4 separate regions of the Mus musculus genome follow, and all the other regions are linked to region 1. The links are chromatin contacts, called in public HiCAR-type and promoter capture Hi-C maps. All regions are on one chromosome and are shown on one strand. Each heading gives the region's core, a stretch centred on a gene start, on an enhancer-like site or on the middle of the called end of the contact. The rest is flanking DNA. Distances are from core to core; before and after follow the strand shown.

Region 1 (3,214 bases), core at 472-2,971:
GAGGCAAAGGCAGAGGCAGAGAGGCAGAGGCAGAGGCAGGCAGAGCTCTGTGAGTCTGAGGCTGGCCTGGTCTACCTAGTGAGTTTTAGGACATCCAGAGCTACACAGTGAGACCCTGTCTCAAAGAAAACAAAACAAAACAACAACAACAACAAAAGCAAAACAAAATTTCAACTTGAATTCCTCAACTCTACAAAGGTGTCAAAGATGAAAGAAAATTATTTTCAGTAAGTTGTGCCAAAGCTATCTATAATAAACCCAAAACATTGTGTTAGAATCTGTGTTAGTAGCCCAGTTATTAGATCATTTCAGAAAACTTCAAAATACAGCTCCCAACTCAAAGAAAGTAAGACCTAATCTGTTCTGTAGCCCAACATGAAGGACCAAGGCTCAGGAAGACAGATTCAGGTTGCCCCCAAACACCACCATCCAACACAGTAGCATTTTCATAAAGTTTTTATAACAAAGCAAAGACTCCCTTAAGGCATTTGACAAATGCATTAGAGCAGGGGTTCTCAGCCTTCCTAACGCTGCCACCATTTAACACAGTTCCTCATGTTGTGCTGACTCCCAACCAGAAAATTATCTTCAATACTACTTCGTAACTGTAATCTTGCTACTGTTATGAACAATAGCATAAATATCTGACGGTCTTAGGCCACCCACCCCTGTGAAAGGGTAGTTCCACTCAGAGGTTGAGAACATCAGGTAGGTGAGTTACAGCAAAACTGGAAACTTTCTGTCACGCCCCTCAGGGACTATCTGATAGTGATCGCCTTTGAGTCATTGGAAGTTAGGAATCTGATGGCACATTCCAAAAAAAAAAAAAAAAAAAAAAAAAAAAAAAAAAAAAGACAAGGGTGTTAGGTCAAACACAGAGATGACAGTAAGTGGATACCTGGGGGCAAAAGATAACCAAGATAGTTAGATTCTAGACTTGCAACATTCCATCTTCCCATAATCAAGACGTTCCAATCAGTCTCACAGACATAGCTTAACACAGACATAGCTTCCTCCTCTTCCAACTTCAATCCACACAGGCTGGCTTTGCTCATCCGAACAATACGCTGAAATTATTTCTGCTTCCTGCTTATTACAACAGAGAAATGTCTTGGGCAAAAATAGACTCACCTGGAACATCGAAAAAGCTCACGTTAGTTTTTGCCTTACATTTATTTGGCACTTCTGATCTAATGAATTGGTTCCTTATTTGAGCGTCAATTACCTAGTATGTTCTAGGTATACAGTCAGGGAGGTGGGTGGGTGGGGCGGGGAGATAACAAAAACAAAGCAAAATAAAAACATAAAAGGGATCTGTCGGTGGAAGGCGGGGAGGGGGCGGGGAGCAGGAGGAGTCTTGTTAACAGATAAGGAAAATCAGGGACGACTCCGCAGTTAAATAAACCAAAGTCAGTCGATTTGGATAACTCCGCAGGATTGTCGTTTAGGTTCCCCAGGCCGGGGAGGTAGGAGCAAGACGCTGATTTGTGTTTTAAGTCAGGGGGGTGGGGATCAAGGAGGCAGAAGTGACGGACAAGACAAATTCATTTTTTAAAAAAAGCAAATATTTATAGCAGAAGAGAATGGATCACAAACAGACGTAGGGAGACACCTCCGATCATCCCCAGGTTACCAGCCAGCCAAAAAAAACAGGACGCGCCTGCGCAGCTGTGCCGGCCACCTGCGTCGACGGCGGGGGCGGGGTCCGCACTGCCCAGCTGGAGCTCGTTCTGGGCTTCTCGCTCGGCCCCGCCCCTCCAGAGACTCGCCTCCGGATTGGCCCGGGCGGGGGCGGGGCCCGGAGTCCGGAAGTGCGGCTGACGTGTCCGGGCCGCGCTCGGAATTGTGGGCGACTGGGCTAATGGCGTCGGCGGGTCTGGGCACCCGGGGCGGGCATCGCTGAAGCTTGTGGCCAGCTCGGCCGGTGACGCCCGCCGTGGCCAGGCCCCGCGGCAGCGGGAGGGACCTGCCCGTCTGGTGGGCTCCTGAGCCGGCGCCGGTGGAGCCTGGTGGGGCTGCACCGCTGCGGGCAGGTTTCGGCGAGCGGCCGGCGGCGGTGCGGGGCGGCCCGGGGGGAACTCGGGCACGCCTCGGGAGACGCAGCCCGGCTCCGGCCGTGCGCCCGCCCGCCCGCCCGCCCGCCGAGCCCTGGGCCCCGGCTAAGGAAGACTGAGGAGCCGCCGGCTGGCTGCGGGCCGCGCAAGCTGCTGACAGTGCCTGCTTGGTAGTGCTGGTCCCAGATCGGCGGTGACCTGGAGGGACCATGTCCTGCACCAACAGCCCCGAGGCTGTGAAGAAGCTGCTGGAGAATATGCAGAGCGACCTGCGGGCCTTGTCACTAGAATGCAAGAAGAAGTTCCCACCTGTCAAGGAGGTAGGTCCCAGGCGACGTCAGGGGCGGGGGGGGGGAACGTCACGAGCGCTCCCTGGTCCTCGTAGACCGCTTTCCTCGATTCCCCAACACCTATACTAATTTTCATTCCGCCAGTTAAGTTTGGTGATTGCCCAGCAAAGGCTGTTCGTAGAATTCTTTTGAGAGTTCCAAGGAGATTTGATTTCTTCCATTCTCTTGTTATGTTTATTTCGGAGCGAAGTTCCATGAGTGAGCCGGTTTGGTGACACTCGAGTCAGGTATATTGCTCCTAAGAATGAGTATCCACCGCTGTAGCGGAATCCGTTCTCCATACTTAGGTGGGCATAGTGTGTGGGAACATTTCCTTCTTGTCTGTGTTATTCAGCCCACCTAAAAATCTAATCGTCGTGATAAACTAGAGCCCCAAATTACAGCAAATGGTCAAGGCCTACGATAACCATGTTAAGCCCTGCACAAGCAGTATTCTAGTAGGATGCTTTGCAAAACAAATATATCTGAGTATATATAGCCTCTTGGGTGCATAATTTGTTGTTGTTGTTGTTGTTGTTGTTGTTGTTTTTCAGCTGTAGAATAGCTGAAAATTGTGGTACCAGTATAGGAGACCGGGTGTGGTAGCCAAACTTTTAGCTCCAATACTCAGATGCGAGTGGATCTCTGTGAGTTAGAGAGTGGACACCAGGACAACCAGGGTACATAAAGAGACCTTGTTTCCAAAACCGATGGTGGTGATGGTGATGATGACTGGGGCTCACAGGACGAGTATCAGGGAGCTCAATGTATGCTAATAAAATTTTCCAGATATTGAATTGAAAAATTGAGTTTAGTCACTAATGCCTGACT
Region 2 (3,214 bases), core at 184-2,683, 2.9 Mb before region 1:
GAAACAATGTAGGTTGGGACACTGGATCAAAACCACGATTTCTTAAGCCGCCTGGCCAATATTGTCAGGACCTACGAGTGTTTAAGAGCTGAGAATGTCTGCTAGGCCTAAATTTCAGAATCTTTAAGTATGAAGTGATTTGATTTCTTTTAAACGGGACAACTTCTTTTTTTTTTAAGTGCAACTTTTGCTTTTTTGCTTATGGCTTAAACGCCCCCTCCAATTTTAACAAAATTAGGGGTTGGGAGAGAATAAAGAGAGCTGACATTTGTAAGGACTCGCATTTCCAAGTAAATTATATTTTCTTCCGTGTTCTATCCACACAGTTGGCAGTGACTTCGGGGTTTCTGGCTTCCCAGCTAAAATCCGCCAAACAGCACTCAGCGCAGGCTCTAAACTTGCCCAGATCTCGGTTGTGAAAACCTACTTCCTTTGCTTAATCTACCCGATCAGTCTTCGCACCCAACTTCTCACAGTAACCAAGACGCAGACGCATTTCAAAGTGGCCCGGGAGCGAGGCTGATGGTCTGCTAATGTGAAATTAAGCACTGCGGAGAGAAAAAGTCTGTGCGGCTTTGCTTGAGCAAGGGGGGTTATAAGAGAAAGGCGCGCCTGCAGTGACCGTCTAGGGACCCTAACTAACCCCTGAGAAGCTACAGTTGGGCCAGTTTCCTACATAAACTCAGAAGAAAACTTGCAAAATACAGTGTCTCGCAGACTGGCTCCCAATCGCAGGCGTCGGGTCTGCTGGCCTAGGAGTGGCGACTCAAGAACCCACCTGCGCGGATGCAGAGGGAGACTGAGTCCCCCCACAGGGCTCCGGTAGCGGCCTGGGCGCTGTATAGTGCGCTCTGAGCCCCGGGCCTAGGCGGACTCTTCTGGTCTCGCACCCCTGGCGGGCCGGTCTCCTTCACCCCACCGGAATGATACTGATACTCACAGCCGTGTGACCCAGGCCGGGAGAGGATCGGGAAGGCGAACCAGCCGCCGCCGGCTGCAGTCCAGCAGGTCCCCGAGGCAGTGGCAGGCGGCTGGACACGGGCGCTGCGCATCGTCGTCCAAGAGCTGCCCGGGAGCCCCGTGGCCTCCGCTTCCCGCCGGGCCCGCGCGCCCCAGCCCCGCGCACAGCAGCAGTCCCAGCGCCGCGGTGGCCGCTCGGAGTCCGGGAGCACCCATCGCCGCGCGCCCCGCCGCCTCCGGTTCGGCCCGGAGCTCTACAACCTCGCGCACCCCCAAAAGCACCGACTCCCAGACCGGGCTGGACACGCCGATCGCCGCCTCGTGCTCCTGGTGGCTCAGTCCCCGCACTGAAGGCCTCGCATGCCCCTGCACAGCGGGAGAGCCAGCAGCGGAGGACCGGCAGCCACGGTGAAGGCAGCCCGAGCGGCGTCCGAGAACGGGATGGCACGCCGAGAAACTTTTCCGCCTGCGGCGGGCGGCGGGGCGCGATGTCCCGGCGCGGCGGAACGGCGAGGCGGGGCGAGAAGGCGGGCGCGCGCCCATTGGCCCGCCTGGCACCCGCGGCCACGTGACAATAACAAGGCTCCAGCCCCGAGCCGGCGCCCGGGAGAAAGTGGAGCTGAGATTGTAGGAAATTCCGAGTTACATTTTCCAGCGTCTGCAGCCAGCAGTCTCCGCTATGTCCTGAGAACCATAGATCAGATGGAATGGGAGGGCAAGAGCGAGCCAGCGAAGGAGCGAGCCAGCGAAGGACTGAGCCGGCTGGTGCTCTGAGCTGCAGTTACTTAAGGGAAACTTTAGAGAGTACAGTTAAAGTAGTTGCAGTGTTCCAAGGCCTTTCAATTCCTAGCGAGAGAACTGTGTCGATTATTATATTGTTGGCGAATGAAACAGTGGCTTTCATAAAAAAAATTAATATCGGTGCCAGTGAGGTCTTTTATGCCCATAAATTGGACATATATAATGTATATGTATGCGTATTTGTATATGATGTATATGTATAGCCTGGCAACCCAGCACTGTATGGAAGAGGCAGGCAGACCTATGAGTTTCGGGCCGGCCAGGACAACACAGTGAGACCCTGTCTCAAACGTATGTGCACATGGATGGATGGCTAGATGGATGGACAAAGGACATGGTTTGGGATATGGGAGCTTGGTTTATAATAGATGGAGCTGGAGGGAATGATAATAAATTAATAAATAACTAAATAAATTAATAAACTAAATAATAAATTAATAAATCCAAGTTGGCAATCAGATTCCAAACAATAGTAGCTAAGAAGAATAAAAGCAACCACACTAATATATGCTAAGACCTTGAAAGAAAAAGCACACGTGCGCATGCACACACGAACGCACGCACAAACACACGTGCACATGCACACACATGCTTACACACACACACACACACACACACACACACACTTACCTTAGTCTACCTGCCTTTTGAATGATGACATTCTTGACTGAAAAGTCTACCAGACTTAAATAAGCTTATCTGTCTGTGGGGTATATTGAGGGAGGAGGTAGAACCAAAATACCAGGCACCCCTGAAGTCTGTCTGGATGTACTCAGCCTGTAACCTGGGTAGCAAGGTGTTGAAAATAATGGAGACCTCAGAGTTGATCTGCTAACACCTCAGGGAAAATAGGTCCCAAAGAGATACCTAACATTTTGTAGGGTGACATAAACTAATTTTAAGGCTCTGTTTCTGTAGGTTGTTGGCTGCATGGTATCTGCCCAAGCATGTCTGTGACTTGGGTTACTTAATCAGCTAGTTGATGCAGGATGAGATAGCTGATGGAATTGAGACTTTAACCCCATGACCATTGACTTGCACTGTAGCGTTCACCTGTGTAAGCACGGCCATTCATGGGGAAATAAAAGACTCTGAAGTTGGCACACCCTAGTTTAGGTGAGATATCCCCTCCCCTTTCTTCTGCCTGCCTGTAGCTTTGCCACATTTTAGAACGATAGACAAGAAATAGCTATAATTACAGGGCTTCCATTAAGATCCACAACAATTGGGCAATGGATTTTTCAGGTTCCTCTTGCATCTTGCTTGACTAATCTGCCTAAGGAAAACCTGGTTTGCTACTCTGAAGTTTTTAAAAACAAGAGCAGTGTCAGTATACACATGCCCGTGCCGTTACATGGCGTGGGTGTCTTGACTTGCTCCTGAGATGCCAGAGACAATTGAAGTCCGTCATCGTTCGGTGACGCTGGGCTCACTTTTCCTGGGTACACTCACT
Region 3 (3,214 bases), core at 268-2,767, 2.9 Mb after region 1:
TAGTGTAGTGTAGTGTAGTGTAGTGTAGTGTAGTGTAGTGTAGTGTAGAGGTAAGCAGCTCACAGACACTGACTTCACGGATGGATTATGTCATTGGAGGCGTGGCTTTGGAGGGTGTATCTTGCCCCCAATCTCTTTCTCCTTGCCTCATGCCGCATTAGAAGACCTGGTGATGCAAACATTTTGAGTGTTACTGTTATTGTTATAGTGAGGATATTAAACATCCTCTGACTGCCCATATACTAAAAGCTTGCTTGCCAGCCTACAGTGCTGATAGGCGACTGAACCGGAACCAGATAGGTCTTAGTGCAAATAAATCAGATCCCTTGAAGGGAATTTGGTACCCTGGCCCTGTCCCCCTTCCTCCCTCCCTCTCTCTCATTTCCTGCCGCCATGGATCACTTACGCTATGACACTTTGGCTTCTCAGAGACCTCAAAAGACATTGGGGTCAAGCAACCATGGACTGAAGTTCCGAGGTTGTGTACCAAACAACTTCTTCTTTTGAAGCTGCTCGGTGGGGGCATTTTGTCAGAAAGCTAACACAACCACACATGGCGATTTCCTGTGCAGGCACACGTCTCAGGTTGCTTTTGTCTGGTCTAGAAAGTCAAAAAGAACCCTGTATCAATCTTCTCTCCCTCTGATGCTCAGCATGGTGGCATAGAGACCCTTTTTGGGGTGTAGCCTGATAAAACCGTAGTCCTTAGAATGAGGAGACTTAAGAAGTTTTGCTCAAACAGTTCTAACTTTGCCACTGTGGGTACTGAATGCCCAGGCACCATTGCTGCTGACCGCCAGGGGGCGCCATTCCAAAGACAAGCTCAGGGGATTGAAACAGGAGTTTGTTTTTCAGTGCCTGGTTATCATAAAATCTCCCACTTCATTTTCCCACCTCCTTTGTCAGTAGTATCCGTACCGTTCCTGCGGTGGTCATTACAGCATAAACGGTAGAATATTTCAACACACCAGCCAATGTTTCCTAAACTTCATTTTGCAAACTCGTTGAAGCACTGCGAGGAAAGAAAGGGAGACTGTAGTAAAACCAAGCGGCACGACGGCAGGGGTTGCCTTCTGCAGCAAGGATGAGCAGTTTGTTTGCCCAGGTTTGGCCTGTTTGTTGTGGTTTTCTTTTTATGTCCATTTCGCCCGGCGTGTACACGTTTCCTTCCGTTTAAAGTTATTTGGCAAAAACGTGTTTCTCGGTGAGCACGCATTTCTTTCCTGACGGGACAAAGAGAAACTTTAAAAGATGTAACACAAACCTCTTAGATCCATCGTGGCCAGGAGGCCGCCCGTCCCAGAGCAGCAGAGGGGTGGCGGCTTTCCCGGATTCCAGCCGCTGTTCCCCGCCCTCATTTTCTTGGCTGGTCTCCTGGGTCATGTCCCAAGACGGGGACGGACAGAACGGTTCATAACAAAGATGACCTGGGGTGCGGCGCGCAGGGTCGCGGGACAGCGGCTAGGAGCAAGGGCAGCCCAGGTCTCGCAGGGCGCATCCCTGGGGAGCGGCTCCCTACGTCACGTGGGGCCCGCCCTGCGACGGCGTGTTGCAAGCTCCGGGCAGCCGTCGTGGAGCTGAATTTCCGCGGTTGTGAAAGGCGGTGACAGCGGCGACCTCCCTGCTTCTCTGCGTGGGGTCCCGGGACTCCGCGATGGCCGGCCGGTGCGGGGCCCGTGGCGCGCTGTCGCCACAGTTGCTGCTCTTCGACCTGCCGCCCGCACTGCTGGGAGAGCTTTGCGGGATCCTGGACAGCTGCGATGGCCCGCTCGGCTGGCGGGGCCTGGGTGAGTGCGACTCAGACCTGCCGGTCCTCCCCCGCGAGGGACTCAGCAAACCCGGGGACCTGCCACTCACTCTCCTTCCCTCTCTGACAGTGGGGTACTGCTGTATCAAGTTAGGGGATTGGGTATGTCAGATGTCAAGAAAGCATCCCGTGCTGGGAAGAGATTCTCGCTTCACTCGGTTTGCAGTGTGCGCAGCAGTATGCAAATATTACCGTATGCAGGGCATGGCTACTGGCTCTACAACCCCTACATCAGATTTTTTTAATATTATAACTTCTTTTTTGAGATGCCGCTCAGTTGCTAGAGTGCTTACCTATAGATGTATGAAGCTGCATGTTCGATTCCCTAGCTTGGAATAAAACAGACAGTGGTAGTGCCAGTCATTGAGAGGTAGAAGTAGGCAGGACAGATGCTCAAGAGCATCCTCTCCTTGTAGAGAGTTCCTAGCTGGCTTGGGAAACATGAGACGCCATCTCAAAAACAAAAAGCAAACTTACTTTCTTTTCTTTCCTTTCTTTCTTTCTTTCTTTCTTTCTTTCTTTCTTCCTTCCTTCCTTCCTTCCTTCCTTCCTTCCTTTCTTTCTTTCTTTCTTTCTTTCTTTCTTTCTTTCTTTCTTTCTTTCTTTCTTTCTTTCTTTCTTTTCTCCTTTCCTTCTTCCTTCCTTCCTTCCTTCCTTCCTTCCTTCCTTCCTTTCTTTTAGAACTTTAAGATATCTATTCTTTGGTGTTTTTTGTGTGTGTATCCCACACTCCTCCCGCATCTAGAAGACAAATTCCAGGAACCAGTTCTCTCCTTCCACCACGGGATCCTGGGACAGAACTCAGATGGCATGCATAACCCACTTCGCTGTTTCCAATAAGTCTCCAATAATCTATAAGGGAAATGCTGTTTGCGGTGGATGTGATTTCCACTTTTCTTTCTTTCTTTCTTCCTTTCTCTCTCTCTCTCTCTCTCTCTCTCTCTCTCTCTCTCTCTCTCTCTCTTTCTTTCTTTCTTTTTAAGATTTATTTATTATATGTAAGTACACTGTAGCTGCCTTCAGACACTCCAGAAGAGGGCACCAGATCTCGTTACGGATGGTTGTGAGCCACCATGTGGTTGCTGGGAATTGAAGTCAGGACCTTCCGAAGAGCAGTCAGTGCTCTTTAACCACTGAGCCATCTCTCCAGCCCCGATTTCCACTTTTCTTAATTAAATGTTTTTTGCTTATTTGCCAAATCTACTGCAATAAAATTGTAAAGAAAGCCTCTTCATATTAATCTCAAAAGTTATCTTCAAATATCCATTTTATGCAGATTTGGTAAACTGAGCAACTACATATTGTAAAGTGGTGATATAGTAACAAAAAAGCTCAGCCGGGCATGGTGGCGCACGCCTTTAATCCCAGCACTTGGGAGGCAGAGGCAGGCGGATTTCTGAGTTCAAG
Region 4 (3,214 bases), core at 491-2,990, 2.8 Mb after region 1:
CTTAGCACAGTCTCTAAAAGAAACGTAAGCTTCCAAAGGATAAAGACGTGAACACACCAGGTATGTGAGGTGCATACAGTGAGCACAGGACAGCTCCAAGTGTGATTGAAGAGGAAGTGTTTACTGTCGAAATGAGGGAAGGTACAGTCAGAAGAGTCCAGAGCAGGAGAGAAAGAAGACAAAACATCGCCAGTGGACTGAACCAGGCCATGAGAGGAGAGAAAGTGGGGTGGGGGTTGGGGAGGCAAGAGAGGAAGAGAAGTGGGGTAAAGGCGACTGAGAGGAACGAGAGGATCCAGGAGCCGAGAGAAGCACGGCCGAGACGGCAGTGTTATATGGGAGTGAGAGGGAGGCTTGTGAAGTGGAGACACTTGGGGGTTGGGGGGAGGAGCTGAGAGGAACCAGGGTGCCAGCATGTACTTTATTATCTAATAAGCTCCACAGCTAGCCATTTGTCCCCAGTTTCTTTTGGACTTGACACTAGGGACAAGTAGAATGGGTAGAAGACGGCTTTAAAAAGACAGAGAGAGACCGACCCCTAAGAGAAAAGTGGATCATTTTTTAGAAAAACCATGTAAATGAAGACCGAGGCTCACCCTTTTCCTCATCTGCGCCGTCACACCGCCCTTCCTCACACTGCATTTTCTCCTGGCGAGGTTTGGCTACCACCACGGTTGCTATCTCCTCAACGTCTTTCATTAGAGCATCCCCGTCCACTCTGAGGATACTCTTCAGTCTGTTGAGCTCCCTTGGCGCATTCTTCTTTCTCTTCTCGGCCCGCATCTTCCTCTTCCACTTACTCCGCAGGCTTTTAGCCATGCTTCACCTGGCGGTGAACAGAAACACAAACAAAAGGTTTACTGCTCACACCCTTGACTGGCAAGGACGTGGCCAAGCAGCCTTCTCTTCAGAACTGGGACAGATGGAAGAGAAGTTGTGCTGTGCCCTCATGCTTAGCTTATGTAATAATCAGCGCAGAGCATGAAAGGACTAAGTCCGGACACGTCAGGCCCCTTTAAGTAGGAACAAGTCGTTAATTCAAGCCGTTCTCAAAGAGCAGCTATGCATAGTAGACACAGAAAGCGAACAGCTCCGCCTTAAAATCACCTATTGCGCTGTTCTTATCCAATATCCGTCACCACATCTTTAGTGTGAACTTTTAACAGCTTAAACCATAGCTCCCTGCCTTTTAAAGACTCCTCCCCTCGTGTATCAAAGCTCATCCCGCTCCTCTCGGGCCTCCGACTTACTCTCTAGCCCCACACGCACGCAAGCTCCAGTCCGCACAACGCCCACTTCAGGACCGTCACATCTCCGATCTAGGTCTGGAAATGGCTCTCCCTAAGGCTCGCTCTGATCCTCCGACTCCTGTCAGCTCCTTTCTACCAAGTTCGGCTTCAACCCGGAGCTACCGTCCCCGTCTGCGGACTGCGGGGCTGAGCCGGATCCCCCGGGGCCACCGCTCTGCTGCACACCGTACAGGTCACGAGAACCGTGGGGTGGCTGGGTGAGGTCCCCTGAGCGTCAGCAATCACCAGTGGTCCGTGTGCGGGACCCCGAGCCTCGCCCTCCCGAGCCCCGCACCGAGCGAGGATGCGGTCAGGTCTCGCCGCGGAGGCAGGGTCCGAGCCAGTCCTTCACGCCGCGGAGTTGAGTCCAAAGCCCACGCAACTCACCTGAGAGACAACACCGCGCACCACGCGTGGGACGCCAACCGGAAGTACAGGCGCTTCCGGCTTCCGTTCAGGGGCCAGCGCACAGCATGCCGGGATCCTTGAGAGGCGTGGTCTTTGGGGAGGCGTGGTCAACCAGCTGTCTCTGTCATCCCGAGGCTTTGGCTGACCCCTACACCTACAGGAGAAAGTTTAAGGAATTTCCTGTCGGGAGTGGCAAATTATAAATCAAAGCATCTCAAAGCCTTGGATGGGCCAAGCCTGGCCGGGGGCCCTGTCTGTGACAGCCTCACGAGAAAGGATACCAAAGGGATTGCTCAGCTCTGATCATCCTGGAGCCCTTTCTGAGTTTTGTTTTTGTTTAATTGCAGTCTAGAAATTTTCTCATTTCGGCTGAGGATCCTAGGAGGTACGCGGCTGTGAGGATGTATCAAATTGTACAACTTAAATACGTCACGTCGACTGCATGCCAGTTATATTTCAAAGTGTCACCCAACAGAATAATCTTTCCTTATCCCCACGAATTTAAAGGGTAAAACAAGCTATTTCAACCAATGTTGATCTGTCCAAACTATTACATACCTGAGACAAAGCTAACCTAGGGTGAATGAGTTTACAAAAAAAGGTGTGGTTTTTGCATGTGCTTCTAATATTGCACAAGCTATGGGCGATACGCAAGTCTCTTTAACACTTGTGAAAGATAAGAAGAGTGTCTTAGGGCCTAGATAGTACCTCATTCATTGATCTTCAGTGGGTGATTAGGCAACAAACGTTAACTACCCAGACTTACCTGGAAACAGTGTTTTCAACAGATCACCACATTCAAGCATGTATGTGTACCACATGTGTGCCTGGTACCAGAAGAGGCCAGAAGAGGCCATCTCATCCCTTGAACTGGATTTACAGTTGGTTGTGAGTCACCACAGGGGTGCTGGGAACCAGTTTTACTTAGTTTTACTTCCATTACTGTGAAGACACCATAACCAAAGCAACTCTTAAAAAGTAAAACATTTATTTGGGACTGGCTCACAGTTTCAGAGGTTCAGTCCATTGTCGTCATAGCAGGAAGCATGACAGCATGCAGGCAGACATGGCGCTGGAGAAGCCCAGATCTGAAGGCAGCCAGAGGTTCTCTTCTGAACTGGCTGGAGCTTGAGCACTAGGGACCTTAAAGCCCACCTACACAGTGACACACTTCATCCAATAAAGTCACACCTATTCCAATGAGGCCTCACCTCCCAATATTGCCACTTCCCATGAGCCAAGCATATCCAAATCACCACAGAACTGAACCCAGGTCTTCTGCAAGAGCAAGAGGTGCTCTTAACCACTGAACCAGGTCTCCAGCCCCCTTTATAAGTGATGACTTATAAAATCCCTGTTTAATTGCTAGAAGAGCTGTGTCTTTTTGAAGAAACCATGCATATAGTGGAGCAAGCACTGAGATTTTTAACCCAGGAAAAATACAGTTGGCATTATAACAAGAGGAAGCGTGCATGCCCTGGGTTTGAAAAATCAACCTTACAGATGCTCTAAATTGG

The links. HiCAR-type assays count read pairs that join an accessible place to other places. Capture Hi-C pulls out chosen DNA fragments and counts their contacts.
Region 2: a contact with region 1 is called in a HiCAR-type map of astrocytes, with 6 times the contacts expected there. The contact joins the promoter of Lrig3 here to the promoter of Mon2 in region 1. A contact is called at or near these places in 2 of 115 datasets of contacts at active chromatin or transcription factors (astrocytes and pro-B cells) and 1 of 9 other capture datasets (embryonic stem cells).
Region 3: a promoter capture Hi-C map of liver shows a contact between it and region 1, with 2.8 times the contacts expected there. The contact joins the promoter of Irak3 here to the promoter of Mon2 in region 1. A contact is called at or near these places in 1 of 39 promoter capture datasets (liver) and 2 of 9 other capture datasets (adipose tissue and liver).
Region 4: a contact with region 1 is called in a promoter capture Hi-C map of liver, with 3 times the contacts expected there. The contact joins the promoter of Llph here to the promoter of Mon2 in region 1. A contact is called at or near these places in 1 of 39 promoter capture datasets (liver) and 2 of 9 other capture datasets (adipose tissue and liver).

The regions. Positions count from the first base shown.
Region 1 is chr10:123,075,012-123,078,225 of GRCm38.p6, reverse strand. It overlaps Mon2 (MON2 homolog, regulator of endosome to Golgi trafficking), which reads left to right and starts at 1,721. Exons shown (of 36, transcript NM_001163024.1): 1 at 1,721-2,374. The coding sequence starts at 2,264.
Region 2 is chr10:125,964,438-125,967,651 of GRCm38.p6, reverse strand. It overlaps Lrig3 (leucine-rich repeats and immunoglobulin-like domains 3), which reads right to left and starts at 1,433. Exons shown (of 19, transcript NM_177152.5): 1 at 941-1,433. The coding sequence starts at 1,176.
Region 3 is chr10:120,199,900-120,203,113 of GRCm38.p6, reverse strand. It overlaps Irak3 (interleukin-1 receptor-associated kinase 3), which reads left to right and starts at 1,517. Exons shown (of 12, transcript NM_028679.4): 1 at 1,517-1,787. The coding sequence starts at 1,655. It overlaps Gm38500 (predicted gene, 38500), which reads right to left and starts at 1,524. Exons shown (of 3, transcript NR_166661.1): 1 at 1,265-1,524; 2 at 919-1,012; 3 at 1-166.
Region 4 is chr10:120,225,586-120,228,799 of GRCm38.p6, reverse strand. It overlaps Llph (LLP homolog, long-term synaptic facilitation (Aplysia)), which reads right to left and starts at 1,740. Exons shown (of 3, transcript NM_025431.2): 1 at 1,677-1,740; 2 at 597-826. The coding sequence starts at 819.